Regions from separate parts of the Rattus norvegicus genome. Here region 1 is linked to region 2. A link is a contact called in public Hi-C data. All regions are on one chromosome and are shown on one strand. The core of a region is the stretch at or near the end of the contact, and the rest is flanking DNA. Distances in the headings are between cores, read along the strand shown. Region 1 has its middle 240 kb from the start of Fn1. Region 2 has its middle 110 kb from the start of Fn1.

The links. A called contact is a pair of places that touch in the nucleus more often than the background predicts.
Region 1: a contact with region 2 is called in a Hi-C map of liver, with 6 times the contacts expected there. The contact joins two enhancer-like sites. A contact is called at or near these places in 2 of 12 Hi-C or Micro-C datasets (the A7r5 cell line and liver).

Annotation. Positions count from the first base shown.
Region 1 is chr9:80,954,331-80,957,090 of GRCr8, reverse strand. No RefSeq gene overlaps it. Among named protein-coding and RNA genes, the nearest start is that of Fn1, 240 kb to the right of the region's middle. Within about 2 kb of position 1,265, at least 9 of the 93 cell types and tissues checked have an H3K27ac peak or open chromatin away from gene starts, as enhancers often do. A contact at or near this core is called in the A7r5 cell line and liver, where this site is marked.
Region 2 is chr9:80,821,541-80,824,240 of GRCr8, reverse strand. No RefSeq gene overlaps it. Among named protein-coding and RNA genes, the nearest start is that of Fn1, 110 kb to the right of the region's middle. Within about 2 kb of position 1,425, at least 15 of the 93 cell types and tissues checked have an H3K27ac peak or open chromatin away from gene starts, as enhancers often do. A contact at or near this core is called in the A7r5 cell line and liver, where this site is marked.

The DNA of each region.
Region 1 (2,760 bases), core at 16-2,515, 130 kb before region 2:
TAAATAGAAATAAGGAAACTGGAAGCTAAGATACAGAGAACCAAAGATCTCTTCTGGTGTTCTCAGTCAGATAGGAATATGAATGTGGGGAAAGGGGCATAGACGTCATTCTTTTTATGGTCAAAAGATCGAATTCCAAAGGTCAATAAATGTATCTTGAACCTAGGTCCTCATTCAGGCCCCGGTTTCTTCTACAAGCTGAGCGCCTCTGAACATACTTCTGAATGTCTTTGACTCAAGAAAGTTGAGTGAGCTGGGCATGGTGGTGCACACCTGTAATCCTAGCACTCTGGAGGCAGAGGCAGGTGGATCTCTGAGTTCCAGGCCAGCCTGGTCTACAAAGTGCGTTCCAGAACAACCAGGACTACACAGAAAAACCCTATCTGGAAACAAAACAAAACAGCAACAAAACAAAAAACAAACAAAAACAGAAAAAGAAAATAGAATGATCGGTGTATAGAGTCGGAGGTGCTTCATGTGTTAGATCTTATCCTAGTGGTAAACTTTGTAGGGAAGGAATTATTAGCTGCAATTCTCACACAAATCCACAGAAAGGTCATAATCTTCCCAGCACGTGGCAGAGCCAACATCCAGATCTTGTCTTCTTCTTCTTCCTTACCACGTTGGTGCTTCCTGCTCCTCACATGTGACACAGAGCTACTCTTCCAACTTTCCTCATGGTATGTCAGGAAGATGCATGGCCCCACCACCTACGAAATATTTTGTAACTGCCAAACACAGTGGGCAAAATTTTGTTTATGGCACCTCGGCCAAGTCTGGTTTCAATACATGCTTGGATCACTTGTCCACCCTTCACATGTTACACGAGGGTGAGGGCTCAGAGAAGCACATCCAGGGTGGCCGAGAGTGACCTTTAGCTGCAGTCTTTGGTACCCTGCCACTTCAGCTGTTTGTCTGTACAGCCCTCTGATGTCTCCCCCACCAGTAAAAGTTTATGTCAGTTGTATGTTGACGACAGGCTTCAGACCTCAGCAAGTTCCAACACAGGCTACTACAACATGGTTGAAATAAACCGCACTCCACACTGCGCCCAGACACTTAGAAGAAATGTAGGGTGACTTCTAAAAGATTGCCTTGGATAAATAAGGCCCGAGCTTGTACCTTTCCAGATGACCAGCCAGGAAGCCCAGGTGCAAGTGAATCAGCAGACGGGGTCCTCTCAGCTGAGACAGCACAGGGCCCGTGTGTCCATAGGCAGCTGGGCAGCGGTTGGACTCTTGGCTGGGTTAAGCTTCAGATGTGGCCTGGCTGGGGCTGATTCAGGGAGAAAGGCTGCTTCCCCCCTGAGTCATGCGGCTGGCTTCAGCCTGGGTTCTGCTTAGGTAACTTGCCCAGTGTTCGTGGGCTTCTGCAGCTGACAGCTGAGTCCAATGTGGCGGGACAAGTGGTCCTCCAGAGGGATGGGGAGTGGTAGTGTGTGGCAAGAGGAAGGATGAGTTACTATTTAAAAGACTCAATCAACACAGAGAGGTTTCTGAGAAAGGAAAAAAAAAAAAGAAATTCATCAGATGAACTGAAATGCAGATAGAAACCAGAGGGAGGTTTACCTGTGGTAGAGAGCTCTTTCCAACAGGCATTCCACCACACAAGCTGGACTTACAGAAGACCCTGGCCCACAGTCGTAACAGTAAAATTAGCCAAACAATATAGCAAAAGCTAGGTTTGTGGCAAGGATGACAGGCAAAGGAGAGGCTCATTAGACCTTTACCTGATATGGCCAAGTGTCTCTTGTCTTTCTTTCTTTCTTTTTTGGTTTATTTATTTAGTATACATTGTTCTGTCTACATGTGTGCCTTCAGGCCAGAAGAGAGCATCAGATCTCATTATAGATGATTATAAGCCAACACGTGGTTGCTGGGAATTGAACTCAGGACCTCTGGAAAAACAGCTGGTGCTCTTAACCTCTGAGCCATTTTTCCAGCCCCATCTCTTGTCTTTTAACTGTATATAGTCTTGGGTGGGGTCAAGTTTGGGGTTTCTAGAATTTATATTGTTAGAACTCAGACCTTTCGGGATCTGCTGCTAAGAGCCTATAGATCTGGCCTCACCCACTGCAGTCTCTTTCCCCTCATAGCTACTATAAAAGCTGACAGGTCACATACTACTCTCCCAAAGAGCCAGATCTCAACCCCACCCCACCTCAGGGTCCATGGATGCTTAACTGCGGTCACCTATTAACTTAGCCCCACTCCCCTGTCCTGAGTCTCTGTGACCCCTGTCATGTATCATAAGTCACTTATTAACCAAGCTGTTTCCTCACAGTCCAGTGTCCCCATTGCCCCCCAGAAACCTTTCAGAGTAAACAGTGAACTTTGTCTTCCAGGACTGATGCCTCTCACTGCAGACCCCTGTCATACTATTTACTGCTGTGTCAATACACCTGTCCCCTGAAGGAAATTTTGTTCAGGACCTTTCTGTTGGATCCTCTTTCTCCTCCTCCAAAAACCTAACATACATAGACAACAGATGGTTTCCTGGAGGTAGAGACTCCTTCATAATACAGCAATTTTGAGTCATCATCCACACTAGGATGAGACTTTTAGTCATGCACTAGCCTTTGAGTCACTATACTCCCGAAATAAATCAATAAATTTACAAATTCATTGGCTCACTAAGTTGAATGGATTAGTTGTTGTTGTTGTTGCTGCTGCTGCTGCTGCTGCTGTTATTGTTGTTGGGTCTCTTGGTTTGTACTATCTGGGATGCAAAGATATTTTTTCATGCTTCTTTCCAGAAGGA
Region 2 (2,700 bases), core at 176-2,675:
TTCTCATCATCTTCTTCACGTTATTGCCGTGTGTGCTGAGGTTCCACACTTCTGCTTCTTCATTTGAGACTTTTTACTGGGGAGGCTGGAGAGAAGGCTCAGAAGTTAAGAGTGCATGCCGCTCTTGCACAGGACCAGAGTTAAGTTCCCAGCACCAGGGTCAGATAGTTCACAATACCTGTGACTCCAACTTCAGGGGGATATGACACCTCTGGCCTCCTCAAACACCTGTGTTCATGTGCACTTGTCTGTGCACACACACAAGTTTTTAAAAAAAAAAAAAAACAACTTAAAATTTCCTGGGCTGATGAGACAGTTCAGGGTGTAAGGGCATTTGACTCCAAGTCTGATGACCTAGGTTTGACCCCCAAGACCCACATAATGGAAGGAGAGAACCAACCCCTGAAAGCTGTCCTCTGATCTCCATATATATGCTGTGGTACACATGCACACACCAACATGAACGCACATGCATGTGCACATGTGCAATAAACACATGTAATGCAATTTTTATCAATACATATTGATTGCAGACATTAATGGGGTACCGTGTGGCATTGGGTTCATGCTGACAGTTGCTTCCAGGCACACCCCTCCCTTTCGCTCAGAGATGACAGTGTATGTGTTAGTCTGCTTTAAACCTCATGGGAACTTCTGCAAGCCTATTCACACAGGTGGAAGCAAATGCTGCCTACTTAAAATTGACAGAAGGTTTAGTTTGAGGGGTTAAGAGTAAGTTATCGCACTGATAGTATATTTAATTTCTACATAAGGTGGAATGATTGATGCCCTGGGAAGTAACTGCCGTTCTAAGGAGTCTCTGGGTTTTCAAAGAAGGCAGGACCTCTGCCTGTAAGGAATTGGAGAATGGTAAATTCCAGACTCTGTAGATATAAAGGATGGGTTTTAGCTAGGAGGAATGGGGAAAGGTAGGGGACATCCAGGAATCTCCACCTAAAGCAGCCGCATGCCACCAGAACTGTCTGCCACTCAGTTCAGCCCAGGTTCTATAAATATTGACCTGGCATTCGGGAAAATACCCAAAATAAATTGTGACCATACAAATTCTAATTGAGTGTGTTGACACACTTCCTGGACTCCCGAACCCATATCAAACAGTTAAGGCTTTGTCTTACATTCCTGTCTTGTCAGGTTTTACAACATGGGGACTCTGCAGTTCTCAGCACACCGGTAGAGACAGCGTGGGTGTGTACTTTACCTCTTTAGCTAGAAGTCCTGACTGTGATTTTACATCTCTTGATTGTTGTTAATGAGGACTACAAGTGTTCATGTTTCGAAATCTCACTGGAAATAGCAAGCTATGAATGGCTGGCACCTGCCCAGACTTTTGGAACAATCACGCACTTTGACTCACTGGGATCCTGTTTCACCCAGTCTGGATTTTAAGCTATAAATCTAGGCTATTGGCCTTATCCCAGAGTGTTATGTCACCATATTTGGGCAAAGACTGAAGTGGGTCTAACATATGCCTCTAGACCAGCTCTTTATAACTGAAAAACAAAACACATTTCTCAGAATGCTAAATCTTATGGGTGGTGTACATGACATAAGTGAATTAATTTTCATGCAATCATATGTTTGAGGGTGGGGACCTAAAAAATAACAATGTATTACAAGCTGTGTGTTGCTCTCCCCTAACTGATGTTCTTGAATGGAAATAGGCAGCTACTTTGAGAACGAGTTCAATGATGAAAATAATGCCGTATCTCTGCTTAGTATCCTACTGATGTGTGAGTTCCATTCTTAGGGCAAGAGCCAAGGATGCAAAATAAACCAGCTTTCCCAGGAAGTGCAAGGAGCAGTCCCTTTTGGTGCCGTGACCCACAGATAGTCTTCCTCGAATCTCTTCTGGTATGAACGGAAGCCCATCATTTAAAGAATATTTATTAAGTCCTTTCTATGTACAAATTTCTCAACTGGGTGCTGGAGAAGAGAGAGTGGGACAAGATAAATATGCCAATCCTTGAGGAGCTCGGTCAGGTGGCAGTGACTAATGCTAAATTAATATTATCATTTTCTGAAATATCTATATATCTATTATATATATATGATATGTGACATGTGATGTGTGACATGACATGTGATATATGATATATATGATATATTTATCTATTTATGTTTATTTATCTATTAAAGATCTATAAGAGACAATTAATATAAGAGACAGTGGGTGGAGGGATCGTATACTCTTAGAGAGCATATATGACAGAAGTTTGATTGGAGGATCAGGGGAGACGTTGAAGTGGAGAGCAATGAGGTCAAAGCTGGTGAGTACTGGGGACGTAGGAGCAGTGAGGCTGGTGACCTGGGCAAGCACAAGATATTAAGGACTTCACAGTCACAACTATTACAACAATCAGGGCATGAAAGAAGGGTCATGACCTGATCATTATTTGATGAGCACTTGGGCCACAACGTGAGACGAAGAACTAGAAGGTTCCACTGAAGGTGTAGAAGGTTACCAATAAATGGATGCCACAGGCTAAAGAGGAGATACAGGTGGCTAGGATACAGGAATGGAAGAGAGAAAGCAGTTGGGTATGGCGTGTATTCAGGAGCTTTTATCTGGGGCAGGGAGAGGGGTCAGTGAGACACAAGGAGCAGAGACCCTGACTTTGACGGTTATCCAAGAGTACGCTAGAGAATGGCTTTCTCTTTTGAACTACGATGAGACATTTG